Linked DNA regions of Ovis aries: region 1 is linked to region 2. A link is a contact called in public Hi-C data. All regions are on one chromosome and are shown on one strand. The core of a region is the stretch at or near the end of the contact, and the rest is flanking DNA. Distances in the headings are between cores, read along the strand shown. Region 1 holds the start of JAK1 (Janus kinase 1). Region 2 overlaps JAK1 (Janus kinase 1).

Region 1 (7,112 bases), core at 1,995-4,494, 75 kb after region 2:
ATGATGTGCGGGCAGAAAGTGAAAGCAGAGAAAGAGAAAATTTTTAAAAAGTGCATGGTATCACTAAGATGTCACCAGGTGTCACAACTGTAGCACCAAGTGCCACACACTCTTCCCTGGTATAGTTTCGTATTCCCAGAAACCTTTTACAAAAACAGGTCTGGCCAGATATGTGGGTCTCTAAATTTTCTCACGATACCCCTAACTAGCCCTTCCAATACCCTGGACATTTTTACCGACCTTCCTGAGGGAGGCATGCCTCCTGCAGAGAAATCTGCAGGGCTGTCACTATTATACTGTACTTGTACTGTATAATACTTTCTTGTACTGTAATAGTAACTCTTGGGGGTCCCCAAATCCACATGGAAAATAGCAGGGCAAAGTAAATGGTTGACAAACATGAAATAACTGTATTTCCTGCAGTCACCTCTTTGGAAATTAAACCTAAGAAAAAAAGGAGTGATATCATGGACCAGTGCTGTCCCAGATAAGCAAAAAGCAAGTCATGTTTGCAATCTTAGATACTCCAGTAGTCACATTTAAAAAATAAAATAAAAAAAATATAAACTGGTTAAATGACATTAACAACATATTCTCTTAACACAACACACCCAAAGTATTTTCATTGGAACATGTAATCGATATAAACATTATTAATGAGACATTTTACTTTTTTGTACTAAGTCTTTGAAATCCAGGGCATATCTGCACTTAACACATCTCAATTCAAACACTAAAATTTCATCAGAAATAATCTGTAGATTTCATAAAAGTCACAGCTTAAAAAGTAGACACATACACCCAACTTCCAAACATAATGAACTTTTCCAAAACACTGAACACCAATTTTTAATTTAAAAATCAGTTCCTTATCACCCTACCAGATTCCAGGTGCTTGACAGCCACACGTAGCTAGCGGCTACTGCACTGACAGAGGTATAGAAGATCCTGTCACCTGGATTTTTAAAAATCAGAACCCTTCACCCAGAAAGTCACTCTACAGCACTCACTGGTTACTCAAATGATGTCAGGTATTTTCTGCCCTCCTAATCTTTAAGTTGTTAATACATCAGTGATGATCACTTATTAAGAAGCCCTTTCTAAAGAATGAACAACTCTTTCAGCTCTGAGAATTCAGAAAATAAAATAAAATAAAAACGGAAACATCATGATTCAAAGATACCAAGTTAACTTTCAAGGTAAAGGTGGAAAATCCTGCCATCATTATTTCTTTGTCCAGGATATTAGTCACCCTGTAAAAGTTACAGGCCTTGTTTATAGTAAGCCTCTCAACTTCCATACTCACCACAGCTGTCACTGCATCCTCAGACTCCTTGCCTTCAAGTGTTCCCTCCTACCCGCCACCAACCTCCTCTCTCTCCAGCAAACTCCCTGAAACACATTCTAGGAGCCCCTCTTTAATTCATTCCAAAAAGTACTTGTTACTGTTGACATACTGAAACACATGAATAATTCAATAAACGAATCTCAAAACTATTCAATTAATCATTCATCGGCTTAGGTACTCAACTTATCTTGGGAAAAGCTTTTCTGAATACACATGGAAAGTATTGCCAGACCCTTCCCCAAAGGAACCAATTACAAACACCGCAGCTTTCTCTCCGCGTGTCAAAGTTCAGTGTTTCTCCTGCAGCTGACTTAAAAGTTGATCTTCTAAAAGGAGCTGGATTCCTAAGGTAGTTCTATTTTGAGCCTTCTTCCTGTTCTGAAGCTAAAGTTGGAAGGGCTTAGGTGGTGATGTCATGGAAGGGAGACTGCTGGCTTTCATTGAAGGGTCTCCTCCAGCAACTCTGGGGGATGCTCATAAAGGGGACCTAAGGGAGAATGTGCACCTCTCATCGCTTTCTCCCTCTCCTTTCTGAATCCCAGCTATTCATTAGCCAGCAAGAAAACAAGTTCAAATAAGCGTGCAAACATATTTACATATTTTAATTGTTAAGCATCTCAAAAGTGGAAAGACTGAGAATGAAAATGTCTCACACTAGGGAACAGGGGTGACATCTCTTTCCACACCTCCATCCCCACCTAAATATCATAGGACTACAGGCAAAAATGGGGAGCAGCTGATAAGAAGAATAAATAGATTATAAATGCAGGAGGGTTGAAGAGGAAACTGCTGTTGGGGATACTCAGGACAGAAAGAAGACCCCTGGGTCCCTTCTCTTCCACTGTTTCCTCCTCCCTTTTGGAATGGTTAGATTTAGGGCAGGGTGTGCCTTCTGCTTGGGAGGCGTATTTGGCTTCGGAGAACCAAGAGGGGCCAGGGTGGGGCCCAGAGAAAGAGAGCCAGAAACTGGTTACTCAGGCCAGATTCTGGACTAAGCTCTTAGCGAAAGAATAGAGGGGGCAGATTCCATCTTAAGACCCACTGGGGAACGAAGAACGCACACTAAGCCCAAGGAGATCACTTCTTTCTGTCTAAATCCAGCAGTTAGTTGCTGGTTGTGAGCTGCAGGTCCAGAGGCAAGAAAAAATCCCGATACATCTGTAGACAACTTGCAGGGGTGGGTCGGGGGACGCAGGTGGCCACGCAATCGGCAGGTGAAAGCCTGGGATTCTGGGACGGGAGGGCTGGTTAACAGCTTTGGGAAAGCTGGTCGGTTTTTCAGCCCACCTCTCCTCCAAAGCGAGGAATAAGCACAGGTGTGGTCCTTCTCCAAGAAGGTGGTAGCTGGCCTGCGGGTAGCTGAGTGAGGGAAAAGATTCCTCGGAAGGGGTAAGGCAGGGGTTACGCCCATGGGGTCAGCTACGGCGGGGAGCAGGCGATCTTCGCCAAGTCCCCTCCCCCTTCTTGAAAAGCGACCGAGACCGGCATAAATTTCAGCCACGCACCCCTCCTTCCCCAATAATGCTTCTAATAAAAGGAACAGCCTCTCATGCCTACACACACACACACACACACAAACCAACTGCAAGCTCTGGTTGATGGAAATAAACAGGTGAGCCCCAAGAGGAAGCGGGAAAAGATCGGGGATGCGAGCACGAACGTGCGGAGAAATCAAGGCTTCCCCGCCCTCCCTGCACAACCCTCCCCTCTCGCCCCGGAGAATCTGCGTGGCAGGTTGTAAGCTAAAAATGCCACTCAGACAGACCCCCCTCATCTCCCCGCCCCGCGCCCATTCTCCCTCCTACCCCAGGGTCCGGCGTCCCGGCCTCGTGGTAGCGACCGGTGCCCGCGCCGCGCGGGGCTCACCCTCGCCCCGGACCGCCGCCGCGGGGACTCCGGTCTTCCTCTCTCCTCCCTCCCTCCTCCTCCTCCTCCGCCTCCTCCTCGCAGACTCCTCCCGCCGGATCCTTCATGTAAACAACATCCAGGCTCTATTTACAGTCGCCGCCGGACGGCAAGGGACCCACGCCAGCTGCCTGGAAGCAGGCGGGGGTGGGGGAAAAGCGAGTGCGCAACATTTACACACACCCGCCCCGCCCCTCCGCGCCACTGCCCCGCCAGGGGGCCGGAGCGGGACACCGGGGGTCTCCCCGCGCCCCTGTTCAACCTGCGCCTCTCCTGACACCCCAGCGAGGGCCAGAGGTAAACCGCGGAAATACCGATGGGCGAGGTCGCTCCCCCCCCACCCCGCCGCCCCGCAGGGGAAGAAAAAAAACCAAAAACATCCCAACCACAACAAAACCAGCCCAGCAACACCCTCCAAGTCCGTGCGGGGTCCCAGCCCGCCCCGAGCCTCCGCCCCGGCGCCCCGCCGCCTACCCCGAGGTGGCGAGCTGCGTGCAGTCCCCCGCGGAGGCTGCAGGGCGGGCGCCGGGCAGCGGCGCGCCCTCAGCCCCAGCCGCCGCCGCCCGGCCCGCCCCCCGCGCGGCCGCCGAGCCGGCCGAGCCCCGCGGCGGCGTGTGCGTGTGAGGGTGCGCGCGTCGCGGCGGGCCTCGCCAGAACCGCTCTCCTCGCCCCGCGGCTTCCCGTGCTCTCGGGCGGGCGGGCTCGGGCGCCGCGAGACCCGGCCAGGAGCGGCCCGGCCAGCGCTCCACCGCGCCGCAGGGGCGCGCACACGGACGTAGACTCTCGGCGCACCGAGCCCCGCGCGGCCGCACGTCTCCCGCCGGCGCCCGGCTCCGCGCGCGCCCCGCCGCCCCCGCGCCGGGCACGCCGCCCCCACACCCACCTGCGCCCCCGGGGGGGTCCTGGACCCCCCTTTCCTTTGTTCTTCCCGCTATTTGCATGAGGATTATCTAATGACGCAGCAAGGATACAACGTGCTCGCCACAACGTGACCGTCGCCATTTTTCTGTTTTTATTCTATCTCTGCCATGTGATAGATGAGGGGGGGTGGGGGTTGGAAAAGAGAGAGAGAGACTGGATTAAAAAAAAAAAAAAAAAAACTTCCGGGTCTCTTGACCGGGAAGGGAGAAAAACAAAAGGGAGACGAGACACAACTCCACGGGAAGGATGTGTGTGTGTTTGCGTGTGCACGCGTTTGAGCGCCCTTCTGCTCGGAGAAGGGAGGCTCCCGGGGCGGGCCCGGAGCATCCTCCCACCTAGGGAACCCTCTGACACCGGTTGGTCCAGATCGACCCCTCTAGCCGTGGCGGTTGCGGGTTGCGAGTTGCGGTCCCACACCCGCAGCCGACGCTCTGCGAAGCTGTCAGCTTAGTCCATTCTGGCCGCCTCCACTTGCTGGTCCACCCCAGAGCTCGCGCTCTCGCTCCTAGGCGGGTGTACCTTTCTGGGTTACATGCAAAGAAGTCTCACTAACATGAAGGAAGAAACGATCAAATTCAAAGACTACCGTATTTCCCAAGTTTTAAAATAGTTTGCTTCCCTGCTGTTGTGCATAACAACCGCGTGGCAACACTAGGCAGAATCTAATATCAGTTCGAATCTTTCCTTCCTCTCTTTCTTTACCCTCTTTTCTCTCTCATCCCGAAGCGGAACACACCCTTGTGTGGTGTTCCGAGGGATTTGTCAGGAGGGGACCGACCTTTCCTCGTGGATTGACTCATTTAGAAAGATCTTAATAAATGGTTGTTCGAGGTCAGGGAGCATTGTTTAAGAAGACGGTTGCATGGAGCAAGGTGGATTCGCGTTACACTCATGTCATTCACATTCAGAGGGCGTGATAGTTCATTCTCTCCCAAGTCTCGTGTTCACGGGCTGCTGAAAAAAAGTATTTTGGAACTCTGCCACATTTTTCAGTGAGCTATAGAATTTTGTGCTTTTGTTTACTATTGTATTTCCTTTGGGCACTTTCACTTTTGTTTCTCTGGAGTTTCCTTTCTGGTTTCTTGTACTATTCGCAATTCAGAGCAGAAATGGACTAGAGCGAACAGGGTTCCTCACTTCTCAGGCAAAGACACTGAGGCTCTGGGTAGTGACGGGAGTTGCTCCAGGTCACACATTTAATTTGAATAATTGAGCCCTACTCACCTGATGTATCTGTTAGAGGGGTGGCGATGGAGAGTGGGGGAGGGGGGAGTTAACGACGTAGAGCAGCAGTTCTGCTTTGTGAAATTCGTATCCTAGATATTAAAGATGGAGAACACTTACCAGATCATTCATGTCTTAGGACTGCTGTGAACTGATTGCTTCTTCAAAACCCGTTTTCTTGTGCCTTGACTCCTGTTTATCTGTTCATTGAGGTTCTGCTTCACCTTTACATGGAGAGTTTGCTATCTCGCTGAACAACCCTACATGATTGCTATGAATTCACTTTGTTAGAATCACAGAGATGACCACTCCTTTGGGCACTCACTGTGTCCTTTTTATATTTATTTCATGATTCCTTTAACATTTACTGTACAGGACAGCTGATGTACTTCTCTGACCAAGAGGGTCAGGACCATGCTCCTATTATATCTCCCATGTTTAGCACCCTGTCTGGCAATGATTGAGCATATAAAGGTCTGAAGAGGATTTTTTCCATAAATACATCCTGACCATTTCTAGGAAATTCCTTCCATGTTTTTGGGGAAAGCAGAACACTGAAGGTGCTTTTTGATGCTTACACCTCCACGGACCGTTTTTGGGCAGGCTTTTAATTTACAGAGCCAAGCAAATCATTTGCTATCTAAAATTTTTAATTTTGTTATTTTTAAAAATAATTTATTTATTTATTTGGCTGCACTGGTTCTCTTGGCTGCTGAAGCTCTAGTTGTGATGTGCTGGCTTCTCACTGCAGAGCCATGGGGCTCTATGGCCCTGGGACTTCAGCAGTTGCTGCATGTGGGGTCAGCAGTTGCGGCTCCCAAGCTCCAGAGCAGGGCTTGATAGATGTGGTACACAGGCTTAGGTGCTCCAAGGCATTTGGGATCTTCTCAGATCAGGGATTGTACCTGCATTGGCAGGCATGTTTGTTACCACTGAGTCACCAGGGAAGCCCTCAATTAAAAAAACAAACAAACAAACAACTATTATCTCCCCTCTTTTTAACGTATTTGGTTCCTCATCTTCAGATCCTATCCAATTAATATAATTAATTATGCCAACACTTTGAGTTTTGCTTTCATAGATTGCAAATGTTGGTGAAGTTCAACCTGATTTTACCCTGCTCAGCCTGGAATTAAATGATCAGAGGCAGCATTCTTTAGGAGACTCTGATTCTTCTTGGAACCCAGTGAACTAAGTGAAGAGGCTGGGTTGAGCACACTGAAGAGGGCTGCTGGAAAGATGTCGGCACTTGGACAAAAAGTGCATATTTGCAACTTTAAAGGATTAGAGAACAGTTAGTGTATGTAATTATATTTACAGCTTACAGGAAGGTCCAGACTGTCACAAGGGAGCTCAGACAAATCTAGACTGGTGACGTTCCATTGCATATCTGAATATGAACTGCACGTATTCATTTGGACAAGACAGAGAAGTTGGTATTACTGACTGTAACCGCTAAAGTTCGTATGTTTGAATGGGTGCTTCTGTATTTAGAATGGCTAACCAACAAAGGCCTACTGTATAGCACATGAAACTCTGCTCAATGTTATGTAGTAGCCTGAATGGGAGGAAAGTTTGGAGGAGAACGGATACGGGTATATGTATGGCTAAATCCCTTTGCTGTTCACCTGAAACTGTCACAACGTTGTTTATCACCTATGTGTGCCTGTGTGCTCAATTGTGATCAACTCTTTGTGGCGCCGTGGACTGTATC
Region 2 (6,879 bases), core at 2,020-4,519:
GGCCAGTTCAATAAAGACTTTTCTAAATAAAAAAAAAAAGGGAAAGGAAATATTCAAAGAAATAATAGCTGAGAACTTTCCTGAATTGTTGAGAGTCATTAGCTACCTGGTCACAGTAGACACTTGAGTTTTGTTTATAAGTAATAGTTTTTCTTAAACCACCATCTATGAAACATGTTTTTGGACTTACTGAAAGTCTTGAATTTGTTTTTCTGATAGGAAACTGAAGTGATGTCTAGGCATGCACCAGTATTAAAGCCATTCTCTTTAAGGTAAAGAAGGGAAATTTTCTCATGATCAAACTTACTAATGATAACTACATCCCAATCTTAACTGTAATGGACACAATAGTAACTACCAATGGGTTTGGATAATTCTCTGCAGCTTTCATTTCAACATGGTTTTAGAATATTTCCTTTGCAAATTTTTCTATCTTTTGTTTCTTCCCCAGGAATGATTTTGGGGGTCTACTGAAAATAACATCCATCATTGGGTTAAGTGGTGAGATCCAATTTCATCATGACCTCAGAGGCTCCATAAATCCCTTTCTCTGTTTGCTTTGAAAATAAGGTCGAAGCTTTTTAGCATGACACAAGAAGCTATTTCTTAGGCCACCAGGGTTTTGTACAGGAAATTCTCCCTTGTCCTTCTCATTGTGCTTCCCATCCTTTTTCAGTACTCTCCACTAACCTCCTCCCACCTAAAATCTGTCATTCTCAAAAAAGTCTACTGGTCTTTCATGACCCTCTTCAAACTGGACTTCTGGCTACTCAAACTTTCTCTGACAACATTTAGGGCACCTTGTGCTTCAGAGTGTTCATCTCTCTATCCAGGCATGTCTGGCATGTGATAGGTGCTCAATACATTCTTGGTGAATAAATGATATAGAAAATCTGGGAAAACACTGGGTGGGGAAGAGGGGGGAAGCCAAGCTTAAAAGGTCAGTGTAAGGCAATCTTTATCCCTGGTTTCAGAAATACCACTGGTAGGAAATTTACCTAGGTAAATAATTGAGAATGTACTCAAAGATCTAGCTACAAGGCTCATATTTTATTACTCTTTCATTAGCAACATCCTGGGCACAATTTTAAGTCCTTCAACTGGGCTTTGGCTAAATGAATGCATAAAGGAATACTAAATAGCTATTTTAAAACAAGTATGGAAAATATTTAGTGGCATGTCAGGATATTTTATTCAAAGAAAAAAGTTTGTTCAAGGAAAAAAGCAGTGTGTTCAGTCTGATTACATATAATGCCTTACATCAAATTGTCAACAATATTTTCTGGGTATCAGATTCCAATTATTTTTCTTCTTTCTGGTTCTGAAAAAAAAATTCTAAGTTTTCACAATGAGTACTAATAATTTTTATGATTTTTAACAAGGAGGGTTTCTGTTTTTAAAGGACCTTTCATGGTTCTACAACTTCCCTTTGGATCTCCAACTCTACTAAAAGACTATTCATATTCCCAACATTCCAAGGTACCCAAGGGAGAGGGCTGTCCAGACATTTTAGCCTCATTTCATAAAATGGAGCCTTGGAAAGGAAAAACATCTGCTCCAGTGAGTAGTGATTTTAAAACCCAGGCAAACAGAGTGGTCAATTCCCAAGATTTTATGATGTTTTAAGATTTTATGAAGTTAGAAAACTTCCATTAGCCTGTTTCACTTTTCAAGATAGACTCCCCTGAAAATTCTGTGCTAATTCTGAAATGATTTGCCATGGAAGGACTCTATCCCACCCAGGATAGAATCCTAAAGCTAGCATATTCTCTTACTTTAATCTACACTTGCTTGGACATCCACAGCTGGAAACACACATACACACACACACACACACACACACTTCTGGGCTGCAGCTACTCCATTCCACAGCTGGAAACACACACACACACACACACACACACATACACACTTCTGGGCTGCAGCTACTCCATTCCACAGCTGGAAACACACACACACACACACACACACACACATACACACTTCTGGGCTGCAGCTACTCTATTCCACAGCTGGAAACACACACACACACACACACACACACACACTTCTGGGCTGCAGCTACTCCATTCCACAGCTGGACACACACACACACACACACACACACACACACACACACGGGCTGCAGCTACTCCCCAAGTTACCAAAGGGGGCCAGCCCTGGCCAATAGAGAGGCCCAGGAGCTGGGGGTTCCCCTCTCCAGGGGCGCAGGCAGGCTGTGAGCCCAGTGACTCGACTTCCTCCTCTAGCCTTCCCGGAGGTCCCCGCCCACTTCACTGCCACCGGGTCACTGAGGAAGTCACATTCAACTGGCCTCCAGCTGTTCTGAAGCTTCTGAAGGAAAAGCAGGGGGTGCAGGGGTGGCGGGGGGCCAGAGGGTGGGGGGCCCCCGTTGGGGGTGAAATGGAAAGAGCCCTTGTAGGGGCCAAGAGACAAAGCCATAGCTTGGTGTCTGTCACTAATTGAATAGTGACTTGTAAGTGATCATCCGTTGAGTGGATTAAACCTTTCATCTCTCAGAAAAGGGGCTGGCTTAGAATGACTGCGTCCCCACCTCAGTGCTGACGAGGGTGAGTGCCCGTAGGTTCCCGGGGAGCGCTGCAAAAAGTTAGAATTAACATGTGCTGAATTAAGGTGTAAAAAACTCTTTCATGTAATTCTCCAGCAACTCCATATGCTAGGTGTCCCAGATTCCGATACACAGTCTGAAAATAGAGACGCAAGGGCTGAGAAAGGCTTTCCAACCTTTTCCACTTCGTGATATACACGGAAAACATTTTTCTTTTTTAACAGCACAGTAGGGAGAATGTGTGAGCGCCAACCAGAAGCAAACTGCCCCCACCCCCACCCCCCCACCTTAGGAGGAGGGGCTCCGGTTCTCAGTGTACCTGTCCCACCTGTTACCTGTTTTCTGCTCACTGGAATGAAAGCCACGAAGCGCTTGATTCAAGAGAAATAAGATATATCTGATTCAAGTCAGCCCTAGATTTGAGGCGCAGCCCTGCCCTCTTCGACTGAGCAGATCAATAAAGTAACTTGATGTTTTAGACTATTTCCCCACCTCTAAGTGAAGCTCATGATGGTATACGCCACAAAGAGTGACGTGAGTAGTGAATGTGACCAAACGTTTAGCCTCGAGCCCGTACCCACGGACCTCTGAGAAGTGCAGCCCTCGCAGCGCGTCTGCAGCCCCCGCTCCCTGCGCCAAGCCCGGCGCGGGGCTCGGATGAGCTCCGCGCGGCCCCGGGCTGCGCCGGCGCAGGCAGGCGGAGCCCGCGGCCCGGAGGTTCCGGGTTTCAGCGCAGACTTCTGCGTACCCCGCCGGCTGCGTCACCACTCGAAAGGGCAGCCGGGCTGGCGGGGGCGGGGGCGCGGCGCCGCTGGAAGCCCCGGTGCTCTTACGGAAAGTGCGAGCCCGGAGTTCCCAGCCGCGATCGATGCGGCGAGCCGCGTCCCCCGGCGTCGTCTCGGGCGGCAGTTCCCGCTCGCGCTCCGGCCCATCGCAGAGCCCCAGGAAGCGCGCGGCGGTGGCCTCTGCCCGAGAGAGGGGGCGGCCCCCAGGGCGAAGCGAGGCCGGGGCCACCGGAGCTCCGCTGTCCTGACCGCGCCTCGCAGTACCCTGGGGGGAGGTGCGGGGGAGGTGCGGGGAGGGGGCGGTAGTTGGCACTGTGGAAGCCTTCCCCGCTTCTTTCCACCCCCGGACGCCCGCCCGACTCGCCCCATTGCACAATTCGTGCCGTGGAACTGCCGCGTGACTAGGACGGAGCCCAAAGAATGTTTCCCAGGTTTCCCCGGCTGAAAAAGGAGCGGTTGGGTGTCCCGCCCTGTCCCTGAGAGCCCTTTCAATTGCATTTTTTCGGGTGACTGGATTGCCCTTTAAAATGCAGAGGTTGCCCTTTACAAAGAAAAATTCACTAGCCGGCTGGCGTGCCCACTCGGTTGGCGCCGGGTGAAGGAAACTGGCACATTTCTTTTCCTCATGTATAACTTCAGACAGGAAAAGTGTTTGGATCTCCTTGGGGGAGAATTCAGAAGCTGATTTTAAAGTAGGACGGGGAGTGGATACTTCAACGAATTGGAGACAATCTGAAGCTTTCCAAGGGTCATGGAGTTAATCAGCGCTGAAGGCGCATAGTAGGTCCTGAATAAATTAGAGAATGAATGAATATTTGGAGAAGGAATTTAAATGTCTGCCTGTGAACCAATGCTTTCATTTTACAGATGAGGAAATTTATAGTTTACGTGGTTTGCCCAAGGTCACCTACCTAATTAGTGGTGGAAGGCAGGAATAGAAACTGTCTCAACTGGACGACAGAGGATGAGATGGTTGGATGGCATCACCGACTCAATGGACATGACTTTGAGTAAACTCTGGGAGTTGGTGATGGACAGGGAGGTCAGGCGTGCTGCAGTCCAGGGGGTCTCAAAGAGTCAGACATGACTGAGCGACTGAACTGATCAACTGTTTCAACACCAAATACTTGTAATTACCAGATGGGTGTATTTTCCCTCTTTATGAAAGGAAAATGCCTTCTACCATAATTCATATCTGCAAAGTCTTATTCCACACACACTTACTACCCATCTGAAACAAGCAAAACAATCCCCAGATCTAATGTATATAGGCAAATGGTTAAATTTGGAAGTGCCAAAGCAAGATAGGCATTTTTGTCTTATTCCCACATGTACTTTTTAATCACACAAAACATGCCAGTGAACAAACAGTGCTTCTCCAAGATGGTGCAGAAGATACCAGGTTCCCACTGACTCTACTTATGAAAATACAGGGTTTTGGTGTTTTGCGTGGGAACTGCTAAACCTATGAGTGACCATCAATGTTGTTCAGAGACTGGTCAGTTGGTTTATTCAGGCTTGGAATAGATTTGTTGCTCATTTTTCAGAAAAGACAAGCTGCAATCTGTGAGAACGCAAGGGACTTCAATGACAGTCTTGCAGATGGCTGGACAGTTTGTTGTCTTTGAAGTCTCAAGGCTGACCAAGTATACCAAATATCTAATTTAGGGACCAGAATTGCCAAACAAGTAGATGTGAAGATCAAAGGAATCAAAACTGGAAGTGGCAATCATGAGTAAAACTTGATTCTTTTGTGGGTTGTCAGAAATGCTTTCCATGATAATGATTATGATGTAGTTCTTGAGTGTAGATTCTTATCCAAGAAAATGGTGAGTTTTCCAGTGATGGACACAACAGCAGATCACATTATGAAATGTCTCATTTTTTAGGCCAGATACACTCTGAAATGGAACGGTTGTCTTCTCTAATTCTGTTGTCTTCCCTACTCTTCTGGTGGGAACAAACAAATACAAATTGCTACAAAAATATGAAATTTTAGACTTCCAGGTATAATATATTCTGGTTTGATAAGCCTACACAATGTTCATGAAATCAAAGCATTATCTCCTAACATTCTGATAAACCATTCTATTCTTCAGTAATAAAAATGTTGCAATTTAAAAGAAGCATTATATATTTTTCCCATACAGCAATTTCTACTAGGTTATTAAACCTGAACTCTAGAAATACAAATTGTTGGGCCCCTATTACTACCTGAGAAGAGATATCTGATCAAACAAAAACATCCTTCCAAGTAAGATCTTACAAATAATAGCTTATTTGGATGCAAATGATACTTGTTAAATATATCACATTTTTCATTCAATACCATTACATAACTGGTGAGTTTTTTGCAAAGAAAATATCTCAGAACAATTTCAATTGTTATCAACATTAATTAGTTTATAAGATATCAGTTACGGCATAGAATTTTGGAACTGGTTAGGTCATTAGAGAAAAATGCAATTATATTCCTCCTTTTACAGATAAGAAACTGAAGGCTATTGATATTAAGCAGTATACGGAGTTTCTGACATGGTCAGAAACAGAACTGAGGATTCTGATTTGCCATGTGTTTTACGAAATCATCACCATAGCCTTCATTTCATAAGTGTGTAGTTTACACCGTGTGTAAGGCATGGTGCTTGAAACTGGGAATATGGAAAGGTATAAGAAGTGCTCAAAGATTTTTTTATAATCTAACTGGTGATGTAGGCTAATGATTCTCAAACTTTAGTCTGTAGTAATCACATTTGCTGTTCAGTCGTTAAGTTGTATCTGACTCTTTGAGACCCCATGAACTGTAGCACGCCAGGCTTCCCTGTCCTTCACTATCCCCTGAGTTTGCTCAAACTCATGTCCATTGAGTCAGTGACATCATGCAACCATGCCTCGCTGGAAGAAGAATATCCCCATCTACTAGCAGGCATATGAGCAAGAGAGAGCAGTCTTCACAGCTTCTTCACCAGGAGTAGATTCCATCCCAGAAAGCCACTAGCAACTCCTCATCTGTTCAGGTTTTATCCTGAGATTGCAGGATTTTAATCACATATTCATCAGTTCAGTTCAGTCACTCAACTGTGTCCAACTCTTTGAGACTCCATGGACTGCAGCACACCAGGCTTCCCTGCCTATTACCAACTCCTGGAGCTTGCTCAAACTCATGTCCATTGAGTTGGTGATGCCATCTAACCATCTCATCCTCTATCATCCCCTTCTCCTGCCTTCAATCTTTCCCAGCATCAAGGTCTTTTCCAATGGGTCAGTTCTTTGAATCAGGTGGCCAAAGTATTGGAGCTTCAGCTTCAGCATCAGTCCTTCCAATGAATATTCAGAATTGATTGATGCATGGCTACTGGAAAAAGCATAGCTTTGACTAGATGGACTTTTGTTGGTAAAGTAATGTCTCTGCTTTTTACTGTGCTGTCTAGGTTTGTCATAGCTTTTCTTCCAAGGAGCAAGCATCTTTTAATTTCATGACTGCAGTCACCATTCTGCAGTGATTTTGGAGGCCAAGAAAATAAA

Evidence for each region. A called contact is a pair of places that touch in the nucleus more often than the background predicts.
Region 1: a Hi-C map of liver shows a contact between it and region 2, with 2.7 times the contacts expected there. The contact joins the promoter of JAK1 here to the enhancer-like site in region 2. A contact is called at or near these places in 2 of 16 Hi-C or Micro-C datasets (blood and liver).

Annotation. Positions count from the first base shown.
Region 1 is chr1:40,651,222-40,658,333 of ARS-UI_Ramb_v3.0, forward strand. JAK1 (Janus kinase 1) reads right to left here and starts at 3,245. Exons shown (of 26, transcript XM_060410592.1): 1 at 3,154-3,245.
Region 2 is chr1:40,575,947-40,582,825 of ARS-UI_Ramb_v3.0, forward strand. The region is part of intron 1 of JAK1 (Janus kinase 1); the gene reads right to left. It also overlaps the pseudogene LOC101102528. Among named protein-coding and RNA genes, the nearest start is that of TRNAG-GCC, 32 kb to the right of the region's middle. Within about 2 kb of position 3,270, at least 52 of the 54 cell types and tissues checked have an H3K27ac peak or open chromatin away from gene starts, as enhancers often do. A contact at or near this core is called in liver, where this site is marked.